Regions from separate parts of the Mus musculus genome. Here region 1 is linked to region 2. A link is a contact called in public capture Hi-C data. All regions are on one chromosome and are shown on one strand. The core of a region is the stretch at or near the end of the contact, and the rest is flanking DNA. Distances in the headings are between cores, read along the strand shown. Region 1 overlaps Zmiz1os1 (a long non-coding RNA gene). Region 2 has its middle 20 kb from the start of Gm31775.

The links. Capture Hi-C pulls out chosen DNA fragments and counts their contacts.
Region 1: a capture Hi-C map of embryonic tail shows a contact between it and region 2, with 4 times the contacts expected there. The contact joins two enhancer-like sites. A contact is called at or near these places in 2 of 115 datasets of contacts at active chromatin or transcription factors (embryonic basal ganglia and embryonic midbrain) and 2 of 9 other capture datasets (embryonic tail and embryonic trunk).

Annotation. Positions count from the first base shown.
Region 1 is chr14:25,394,306-25,400,056 of GRCm38.p6, reverse strand. The region is part of intron 1 of Zmiz1os1 (a long non-coding RNA gene); the gene reads left to right. Among named protein-coding and RNA genes, the nearest start is that of Gm32645, 4.5 kb to the left of the region's middle. Within about 2 kb of position 2,691, at least 118 of the 459 cell types and tissues checked have an H3K27ac peak or open chromatin away from gene starts, as enhancers often do.
Region 2 is chr14:24,641,850-24,647,924 of GRCm38.p6, reverse strand. No RefSeq gene overlaps it. Among named protein-coding and RNA genes, the nearest start is that of Gm31775, 20 kb to the left of the region's middle. Within about 2 kb of position 3,709, at least 25 of the 459 cell types and tissues checked have an H3K27ac peak or open chromatin away from gene starts, as enhancers often do.

The DNA.
Region 1 (5,751 bases), core at 1,442-3,941, 750 kb before region 2:
GTGGGGCCAAGTCTTTGTCCTGAGCTACTGGTTGGCAGTTGTTTGTCTGTGGTGGCCTAGTGACAAGTTCTAGTGTCTTCAGTATGTCCCTTGTCCCTACTGAAGTGGGACTCTCAGAAACATTAGCCCACCCTGGAAAAATGAGAATTTCTATGCCCAGGGATCGGCTAATGGAGACCAACGTCCCTTGTCACCGCACTAATGTTCAGAGAGAGCCTTGGACTCCATTAGGAAGCTATTTTTAGTAGGACACGAATTAAACACCTTTACTGGCTGTTGGAGGTCAGGGAGGTGATGAAGTCCTAGAGGCAGAAGGGAGCCATCTTGCTAAACTTGGGACCTGTTCATTTCCCCCTGGCTTTCTGTGGCTGCCTGTCATCTGTCAGCACTGCCCATGACCTTAGGAGCTCTTGGGCTTTCTGGAGCTGGAAAGGCAAGCAGAGAGAAGGAGATGGGGAGGAGGAGAGACCTGATCTGTGTGAACACAGGACCTGGCCAGTGTGTACACATGGCTGTGTCAGAGTATAACTAACATCTGTGTGCAAGGAGCTTATCTGTCGAGCTGGGAGGGGGGGGGGTTATGGTTTGCTGTAGAGCGGGGTTCTCCTCATCACCGGAACCCAGCCCCTGGTTCTTTGAGAGGCTCCTGTGAGGGAAGGTACAGTGTAGGGCAGCTGAGTATGCTCAGCCTTGCCAGTGTGTTTGCTGACAAACATGGGTGGGCACTGCCTCTGCCCTCTAGGGGTGTGAGTAACTTGGAAGGGTCTAAATGCAGAGCCCCACTTGAGGACAGAAAGAGGCCCAAGTGTGCTTCCTGAATGCACAACATGTGTGACCCAAGGCCTGTCCTTGCCTCCCCAACACCCCCCCCACACACACACACACATACACACACACAGCATCTTAGGCAGGGAGCTTTCCAGTCTTCCATGTGCTTTCTGCCTCTGCTCTCGGGACAGATGAAGATACTCCAGGAACAAGGGACCAAGTGGGATCTGGCCTACCTGTCCCTACCTGCCCCTCACCTGGGGACTGGCGCTGCTCTGTTTCCTCTTGGCCTTGATTTCAGCCTTTGAATTCTCTACCAGATAGATGACAGTTGCCACTAACCGGGATGGAAGCCAGTGCAGTTGGGGATGGCAGGGGGACGACATCTTTGCAAGTGTTCTCCGGTCACATGGACCTGGGCTAGGTTGGGCAGTGTGACCTTACACAGCTCATTTCTTATTTTGGGACCTTTCTCCCTTCCATTTGCAAAAAAATATCCTCAGGAAGAAATGAGAAGGGCCCAAGCTGTTCTAGCACCTAGAAAAGGTGTCACACACAGTAAGTGGCTCTTGCTGTCCTCCCCTGGACACTGAGCTGGTTATAACAGGCTTAGTGTCTTTTCCAAAGGGGTAGGTGAAAAAATTCTCATGTTAGAGGTGCTGGCTAGGTGTCTCTCCCTTGCAGCTAGCTAGCCCTGTCAACCTGGAGTCCTATTCTTTAGGCCGAATGTCAGGCTTTGAGTCCCAGGTTCATCTCTGTGTGTTTATGAAAGGGGGCTTGCTCCCTGAAGGCAAGTGGTTTCCACCTTTCTCCATGATCTTCATGGGTGCCTGGCACAACCTCAAATTTAGTGGCAAAGAAGGACTGGTGTGTTGTATACAAATGCCCTGAGCAGGGAGCTAGAGTTTGTTCCCATGATCCTCTTGGTGATAAGGAAACTGAGGCACGGGAGGAGGGGCTGTGTGGGGTAGATAGGAGATTCAGTGGGCAGGAATAGGAAAGGCTGGCTTGGAACCTGGGCCAGAGAGGAAGCAGGGACCCAAGGGGAGGAGGGACCAGCCTGCAGTGAAAGACTGGACAGTAGAGGAGAGGGCTGGGGTGAGTGGGGATCCCCAGGCCGAGGCTAACAGCATCTGGTGGCCTGGGAGTGCAAGCGAACCCACATTTGATGTGGTGTGACAGTTTCTGAGTGTCTGGGATGATCCAGGCTCCCTGCTCAGCACTCATTCATTCCATAGTCACCCCCAGCCCCCACCCTGTGCTCGGTTGCTGGTGTTGCCAGGCAGGCTGCTGCCTAGCGCTGTTCTTTGGTCATCTGGGGCCAGGGCCCTGGGATAAGACTCAGTCCCACAGGCACAGCATGCCTCAAGGCTGCAGGTGGCCTTTGTGGCCTCTGTGCCCTGGCTTTGTTTTCCCCAAGTGGCTACACAGAGGGAGGAGGGAGGCTGGGCGGCCTTTGCATGTGGCAGCAAATTTGGGCCATTGATTTCCATTTATTTCCTGCTCAAATGATCCAGGCCGGCTGCTGCTGGGGGTGGGGGTGGAGGGGGGTGCTCTTTAGCATTTTAAGTTTGCAGATAATTGGAGGAAAATAACTCCAATAATGAAATCTCTGCTGGATCACATTCTGATACGTGACAAATCAATTCATTTATGATACCTTCTTTGTCACACTGAGCCATTCTGGCGCTCAGTGGAAACCTCCTAAATTAATAAAACTGTTAAATCCATGAAACCCTCCGTTCTGAGCTGCACATCGCAGCACAAGTTTGAATCATTAAGGGAATAAAACTGATAAATGTGAGTGGGGGAGTGCCTTTGTCTGGAGAGGGGCCGGCTTTCAGGGCAGATAATTGTCTTCAGGGCCCATACAGCCTCACTGGGGTAGCAGGGGGCGGGGCGGGGGTGGGGCCAGGCACACTTTGAGGGTGGAAACCAGTCTTGACCTTACCAGCGTCTGGAACAGGCTGCTTCAGTAGTGAATTGTGTAGCTTCAAGCTTTTTAAAAGAAAGTATGATTTAATAGCAAAGAGAGAATATAAAGCCCTTATTGAACTCTGTCAAATTTGACTTGGCTTGGCAGGGGATTTTTTTCCAAAATGACTACGCTTGTCAGATCCCAAACTGTTCAGGGAGGCGTGGTTTAATAAATAGGGCGGAGGTGGGTGGGGCTGAGCTCAGGCAGGCTGAGTGGCCTCTTAGCTAATCTTCTTGTTAGCTGCACGTCCCTGAGCAGGCTGCTGGGCATCTCTGGGCTTCTGTTTTCTCAACTGTGACTTGGGAGCTGGGAGGAGGACCCTACAGCGATGAGTGTATAAGATGTACAGGAAAGTGCAGTGTAAACTGTCACGTGCGAGGCAGGGGTCAGTGAATGGTGTTTTCTGTGAATGGTCCCTGGAAGTTAAGGGATTCTGCAGTTCTTGACACACCAGGATAGATTGCTGTTGCTGTTGTTGTTGTTGGGTTAGATGTAGGTGTTACATGATTGTGATGGGATCTGCTGTGTGCTTCTGTGCAATATCCTACACTGATGTCTATTCCTTCGCATGTACACAGAACTAGCAGAGTCCTTGTATCCCAGCATCCCTCATTTAGTGTGGCTTGGCTCTCAAGCAGGGAGCAAGGAGGCCTGCACCCAAGATGCCAGCAGAGGCACCTCATTTCCTGCCCAGACAACCCAGTTCACAGATGCTTAAAGGACTGGGCCAGGAAGGGCAGGTGGGAACCCTTGGCCCTAAGCGACTGCTTTGCTTACCTCTTACTGCAACAAATCTGGAAATTTCCTGAAGACACCTGAGCCTTCCTCTACTTTAACTTCCTCTAGAGTCCTCTTTAACCGAGATCCCTGGAATGGTTGGAGTAGCCAGCCCCATCCTTGTCACTTGTGGGTTGTGAACCTACAACCCGAGAAACCTTTTGTGTTGTACAACACTCATTTATATGTTATGCGTGCATAATTGAACAAAATTTAAGGAGACTGCACTTGTCTTCAGTTCAGGAAATGCATGTGAGTCTACTCTATTTTAATCTTCTAGCTTTTATTCTACTCTAGTCTCTCTCTGTGTCTCTGTCTCTGTCTCTCTCTCTGTATAGTGATGTGCGCATGTGCATGCTTGAATGTGTGTATGTTTCTGTGCACATGCACATGAGGACTGACGTTAGCATTTATGGGCTTCCTTGATTGTTCCCTACTTTATATATTGGCACTGGGTCTCTCACTTAATCCAAAGTTCTTCAGTTCCAACTGGTCTAGTTAGCCTTGTCCTGAGGAACCCCCTGCCCGATCTCTGCCTCCTGAGTGGCAGGATTACAGATGGCTACCATGCTTGCTTGGCTATTATGTGGGTTTGGGGGATGCAAACTCTAGTCCTTATGTTTGCATGGTTAGCTTTTATCCACTGAGCCATTTTTATTTATTTTTAAATATGTAATTATGTGTGTGTGTGTGTGTGTGTGTGTGTGTGTGTGTGTGTGTGTGTGTGTGTGTGACATTCAAGTAGGAGCCTTTGGCGGTCAGAAGAGTTTTGGATCCCCAGGAACTGGAGCTACAAATGGTTGTGGGCCACCATGTGGGTGCTGGGAACCCAATGTCTGTCCTCTGTTAGCGTAATAAATGCTTTTAACCACTGCACTGTCTTTCCAGCTCCTGTTCTTGGTCTTTAAAATGATGCCTTGGTCCACTAAATTATCTATCTGTGCTACTAGTGGATGTGACCCACAGTTTAGAGAATTTGGATCTGGCCCGCTGCTCACCTTTTTGACAAGGGACTTGAGCATGAGTGCCATCCAGCCCAGCCATGTTACTGTATGGGCTGTGCCTGCCCGACTCCTGAAGGCATATGCCCCTCACTGCTGTAGTTGTCTGGTAACCCTGAGTTCTCTCACAGCCTTCCCACTGGTCACTCTGTGTAGGACCCAGGACCTATAGATGGAGATGGACTGTCACCATCAGCTCCACTCTACCTTCTTGAACAAAGGATGGAAGTGACAAGGTGGCTCAGCTACCCTCTCTGCTTCAGAGAGATCAGAGAAGGTGGGGGCAGGGAGCCCATGTCCCCGATATAATGAGCCGCGTGGCCACAAACCTGACAAGTCTTTGCTCTGCAGCATCAGGAATCCCTGGCAGCCACCAACACAAGCGCTAATTGCCAGCTTGGGCAAGGACGGCAGCCCTGACATCCATATCAATTATGGCCACTGGCCATGCCTGGGAGACAAAGGTCTCAGAGGCTGTCAGGCTCCAGTGTCAGAGCTCTGTCTGCCAAAGAAGACACAGAGACAATAGCCACCTATCACTACTCACTGCCTTGGCAGGCTGTGCCTGGGTGGGGTAGAGCCGAGCCTGACAGGTGAGGGGCCAAAGCAAGACAGCCAGGCTGTCTTACTGCTTGGACACGATGCTTCTCACACGAGTATGTGTGTGTGTGTGTGTGTGTGTGTGTGTGTGAACTCATGGGGGGCGGGGGAAATTGCTGGTTCAACTTTTGATTCATTCTGGTGAAAGTTTCCTGTGGGGAAATGGAAATGAACTTGGAAACATCCCCACTGGTGTTATCTACTTCCTCTTCCTCTTCTTCCTCCTCCTCCTCCTTCTCAGATTTATTTATTTTATGTTTATGACTGCTGTATTTGCATGTATACCTGCATGCCAATAGTGGGCATCAGATCCCATTACAGATGGTTGTGAGCCACCATGTGGTTGCTGGGAATTGAACTCAGGACCTCTGGAAGAGCAGCCAGTGCTCTTAACCATCTCTCCAGCCTCTTCTCCCTCATTAGTGATTTTTATGCTGAGAGCTGTGTGGAGGGGACAGAGGCCTAGTGGTGGCTTTTAGGACCGCTGGCCATGGTCCTGCACAGTGCGTTTGCTAACTCAGGTTGGGGTGAACTTTGAGTATTGGGACTCCAGTGTTGAAGAGCATCCAAATAACTTGGAAAGATGTTGGTCACCCTTGTCTGTTTCTGATTAGTGTCCCTGGGGTG
Region 2 (6,075 bases), core at 2,460-4,959:
ATGCCTCCTTGGCCAAGGATGAGGCAGCACTCGGCTAGGGATCTAAGCTTAAACACACAGAAGGCAGTTGGACAATGTGTCCATCTTTTAGGGTCTCCCCTAGGAGCTTCTTGGCTCATGGGCTTTTGACCAGGTTTACAGTACTAATCAGTGTGTATCAACTTTAAATAATGAGTAATGGCACACATCAAAATTCCCTTTAGCAAGGAGAAACCATGACTTTTGAGGGGGAAGGGAGATTCCAGCTTGATCTGAATTGTGAGAATTTTCCTAACAAGAATGTATTCCAGTAGTCTGTGCATAAGTAAAAATTAAAAAAAAATGTTTTTAAAGGAAAAGATAAAGCCTGGTGGCGTGCCCACCCAAATCCCTAACGTCTGTCTCTGTGAGTCAGAATTCTGGGTGTCTAATTTTCTTCTGTTATCTGTTTTTAAGTTTTCTATAAAGAGTGCACATTGTTTTGTAAAACAATGGAGAAAACCATAAAGGAATTTTTAAGTCAATGTCACCCTTGCCCTAGCCCAAGTCAGAAGCCAGGGTCCCTCCTGACACTTTGGACTTCTTCTCCAGGCTTTTTAGACAGGCCTCAGGGACAAAGGAGCTGACCCCTCAACCCTCCTGAGCACAGGTTCTCTGAATCTCTTCCTGTGTGACCTCATGGCCTCTCAACACCTTCTCTGGGCCTCCCTTACCCTATAGCAATCCTAGAATTGACCATGGCAACCAAGGAGCTAGAAGAGCCATGGGTTTTACTGTGTGGAGCCCCGTACTTACCTTCCAGTCACAGCTCTAATGATCGGCAGGGGGTGGGGGGCAAGCCTGACCAAGAGCCATTGCTGCCACCGGTAGAGCATCACTGTAGGGAGCTTGCTCCAGGAGAAGCCTAAGAGCAGATGCAGAGGTTGCCAAGGATTTAAGTAAAGCCAAGGAACATCATGATACCAAGGTTTGGGGACCTGTATATTGAAGCTTGCTCTTGTGCCGAGGAAGAAGCCTGGCCTGCTAGAGGTGGCATTAACAGTGACAGCATAAGAAAAGGATTCGCCAGCCCCCACCCCACTCCCACACAACACACACAGTAATGGTAACAAGGAATGAGCATCTTTCAGGGGTGCTCTCTCTATACAAAATCCTGGTGCCGTGGCTTCACACAAGCCTTCCAAGTCCGTGCACCCACCTACATCACGCTGGAACATAGACATAGTCACCCATGAACTTGGCAAGAGCCCTCTCTCAATACACACGCACACACTCCTACTCACTCCAGCCCCACAGAGTCCCACACAGATCAGGCACCCACAACTCATTTGTCCTTAGCGCACACATCACACACACAAACATTGCACCTTGTTTAATGATGCGGGGGAAAGAAGAGTCATGATTTTTATTTAAAACAAAACAAAACAAAATCCTCAAATGCCAGTAGATTCTAGTGTGGCTTTGGTCTTTTTATTTTTCCCTCAGTGTTAAAAGCAAAAGTCACCCAACAGTGCCACCTGCTGAAGGCTGGCTTTTCCTGATCCCCCTCCTCTTCTGCCCTTCTATCCTAAGTGGACTGAGACTCTCCCTTAATTTCCCCCAAAGGACCCAAAACCTAGGATCTGAATGAAGAAGGTGAGGAGATAGCAAAGAAAAGGTGGGGAAATCAGTTTCCAGACCCAGACAGTAAATAGCTGGGGTTGAGATCTGGTGTGAAGAGAGACTGAAAAGAGGAGAAAGACTAAGAGAGACACCCACATGCACAGAGACAAATACCATAGAAGCCAGCAGGAAGAGGGTCTGAGGAGAGCCAGGACTACTGCCTGCTGCCTGCTCTTGCTGCCTGCAGTCTGCTGCCTGGAGAAGATGCAGAGACCAAGGTGGAATTCAGGGGTGTAGTAGACATGCAGAGGCCCCTTCCCACTGTTCCACAAACCAATATATGGTGCAAGCCTGGCCAGCCCTGTCTATCCTCCCTTCTTGAGCTACTCTGTACAGAGACCTGGGGCCATCGTGCCAGCCTGGGCCTGGAATCTCCTATTTCAGCCCTCCAAACTGATTGTTTTTAAGCTCCTGTCCCTTCAGATTCTCTCTCTCTCTCTCTCTCTCTCTCTCTCTCTCTCTCTCTCTCTCTCTCTTTCTCTCTCTCTCTCTGTCTCTCTCTGTCTCTGTCTCTCTCTCTCTTTCTCTCTAGTCTAGGGAAGGGGCAGGTGGGGGGGGGGCGGAGATGATGAAGTCCTGAATGAATGTGTACTGTTGTCATGAGCACAGTCATGTCAAAGATGCCAATATATTCAAGATGACCTCAGCCTCAGAGTAGAACAGAGACACCCCCACCCCTACTACCCAGCCTGTTTGTGTTGAATACCATAAATGTGATGAGCTTCAGGGCTGCTGGTGTGTCTCCATCAGAGTGCATAGCCCACCTAATCCCAGCTTTAGGTGACCTATATGTGCCATATCTCCATTCCCTGTCAGGTCATTCCCTGCCGCAGTCAGGTCAAGTCCAAAGCCATGCAGGTCTTAGCAGGTATGCAAATGCCTACCAACTAGATCAGACGCTCTCCTCAACGGGAGAAGATCCCCTTTGAACATCTGGTCAACTTCTCAGGCACAGATTTATTGCCAAAGAGGAAATCTGTCCAAGACCATACAGCCAACTAGGCAGTAATTTTGGAAACTACCTGAAGGCAGCCATGCTTGTCCCCTAGGGGAGGGTCCTCATCCTTCTGTGTCACTGGACGGGGGCTGTCGTATGCTGCACACACTCATGAGCATGTGTGTGCCGGGGACTAGAAGTCAGTTTTGTATAACTTCCTTTCACAATTCAGAAGCTTGCTGCTTCAGCTAAACTGACTGAGCAGAGTCCCCAGGACCTTCTGTCTCAGCTCCTAGTCCTGAGATTACAGGCACATGCTACGCGCCCATCTTGTTCCATATGTGCTGGGGATTTGAACTTGGGTCCTCATGCTTATGCAGCAAGCACTTTAGTCACTGAGCTATCTCCCCACCATGGCCTCTTGCTTCTTGATGCAAGTCCTAAGTAGAGAGAGATCTGAGTGTAAAACTGCCTTTCTCCTGTGCCCCGTGTTTGCTTTCTACTCGCAGGAGTCCAGTGAGCCTCAGTCCACAACTGCTGGGTACATCTTCAAGGTAGGCAGGGCCAAAGGTAACCACTGAGTCCCCTGAGAGGGGTCCAGGATAATACACCACCAACACTGGGTCAAACCAGCTCTGACTCACAGAGGGAGGCTGATCCAGAAGACGGCAGATCAAGGAAAGCACAACCCCCTGTATACTCAGCCTTAGTTCTGGGGAATCCTTTCAGCCAGAGACTGCTCAGATCTGGGCAGAGGCATAAGCATCCTGACTGTCACCGGGACACACTCAGCCAGCGAGGCCTCCAAGCTTCTGCAACTCCTTGGGCTTCATCCCTCCCTTCTGGAGTTTACAACCTGGGACTTTTTTCTCTCCCAGAGAAGTCTTGATGCACTTTTCTTTCTCACACAGAACCTAATGTCTGGTACATCTAGTCAGAGCTCTAAAGACCGGCCAGCTTACCTCCCTGAGGCACCGAGTGCCTGAGTACACAAAGCCCACAGCAGGTGCTGGCTTGCATCTCATTTGCATATGGTTTGCATATGCTTTCTGACTTCTCACAATACCCAGGGACCGTCCTCTAATCTACAACTCAGAACTTCCTGGCATTTACAGTCCCTGCCAACTGGCACCAGGCACCTCAGTGCTATGGCCTTTTGTTTTCTTAGCTTAGAAAGGGTTTTCAGCAGTACATTAGCTAGCCCAACTCAAAACTTTTCAAAAGAGACCTTCTGGTGTCATGGATCACCTTGCTTAAAATTCCCTGATGACTAGAGTTTGCAAGTTGGTTGCCGAGCGACCCTTTACTCTCCTTCTCTACCTGCAAAACTCCTATGTAGTCCTCAAGGCCCCACTAGAACAAGGACTCCTGTAAAGTCTCTCTCTGTTAACTTCCCACCCCAGTGCTCTGAGCACCATCATCGCCTCTCGGACATATCAGTGGGTAAAGTGCAAACACAAGGACCTGGGTTCAAGTCCCCAAAACCCACTTAAAATGCTGGGTGCAGTAGAACACACCTGTAATCACTGTACTGGGAGGAGACATGATTCCAGGAGCTTCATGGCCACCCTGGCTAGGCTCTAGGTTCAGCAAGGGACTCAGTTGAAACATTAAGGTGTAGAACGATTGAGGACACCCGACTTTAACCTCCAAGTGCACTGCACACAAGAAGGTATCACACAACCCTCACCCCCCCACACACACACACACACCACACACAAAGAGTATGAAGGCAGAGTTATCAAACCATGAATGACATTGTCTTGCCCCTATCTTTCCTTTTAGTGAGTTCACTGAGGAACCATGGGTTGGCCCCATCTTGTCAGAGGATGGAGAGATAGCTGCTTAAGCAATGTTTGATGCATGAAGTCATGATCTTCAGGGTCTTCCTATCCAAGCATTCTGAGTCTCTCACTCTAACAACTAGCTCTGAGTGGGTTAATACTAGTATTCCACTTGTGTTTTTACAATTCAAATTAATAGCCTAGAGCAGAGGACTCCCCAGCAACCCAACTCCAGATGGACAGTCGTTTGCTATGGAATGCCCACCTTTTCCAAAGGAACATCCCAGCCAAAGCCCTGGTCTCTGGACCCACAGGTGATGGAGACCCTGGGTCTGAGCTGCTGTCTGGGAAGCAAATTGACACTCAGAGAAATTTACCACCATCTAATTGGCAGCTCTGGGTACAGTCAAGGGCAGTAGATTAAGTGTTTTCCTGTAAATCAGGTTTATGATTTGCACTGGAGAGGTAATTGTTAAAACTGTTCGTTTTACCCGCAAATAGCAGCTGAAAGAAACCAATTTAGGAGCGACAGATTGGTTTTGATTCTAAATGTAGTGCTAAAACAGTTAATTTTAATAACATCCATTGGACAAGAGTCTGCCTGTTACTTAATACCATAGTCAACAATTTGAAAACTGTGTGTTCAGCTGACACTTCTTTTACCAAAAATTAATCCCAACCCCCACTCCACCCCACCCCATGGGGTCATCTCTCAGCAGGAAGTTGCAGGTTCCTACAGAAGGATTCTGCCTTCTTTCCAACTTTACCAGCCTTGCTGAGCTGTGAGGCCACCAGAAGATCAGCTGTAGGCAAAAACAGAAGGGACCTAGAAGGTTGGAACCACACCACAAGGGCCCCTTGCCAATGTAAGAACAGCCTCTGTAGCAAATGGGATCATGGTGGAGAGTTTCTGCCCACATGCAGATGCCTGCTCCAGTATCTATGGTCAGCCCTTTATTGTCTGGAAGTGTTTCTCGGTCTCTGTCTCTCCAGAGAGATCATTTTTAGACAAAGCTGTGCCTTTACCCAACTCACACACTTTAGAGACACAGGGTCCTCCAACACTAGTGGATGCCCACTGGGATAGTCTTGTCTTCAACTGGCTCCCTTCCCCTCCCCCTCACCATCTCAGGATGCACATATGAGTGTTTCAACATTTAATTGAAGTCTAGTAGTCAGGACTGAGCCTGCTAATTGGTCATTGACTAGCATAAAACCTAAGCATGTGATGGGTGGCTCTCTAGCTCTCAAGATCTTCTAGAAGCCAACAGGATTAGGGGGTCTGTGAACTCGGAGCATCTCTGTCTGTCCTGGACCTGTTTCTAACATGTGTGTATCATGACCTATGACATGGCCTGTCCTTTCCCTGTTACAACTTCAGAGCCCAGACAGAGTCACGGTCGGGTAGTGTCTAGCAAGCGTTTGGTCTCCTGACTCTGAGCAGAGCTGATGCAGACCTGTTACCATCACCACCCCAGCTGTTACTGCAGATGGAGCAGCTGAGCCAGAGAGAGCCTGGAGAGACAGACACCCCTGAACACCCCTGCACCTCTACAGGGTGACAGCCTGGCAGTCCAATGGCCTCGCTGCCTGGAGACCAACCTTTCTTGACATTCCCAGAGGGCAGGGAATTCAGACTCCCTTCGGGGAAGATTCACAGCTCAGTCCATTGCCTCAGTTAACTCAATTAACTTCTGGAAAGAGTAAAAAGAA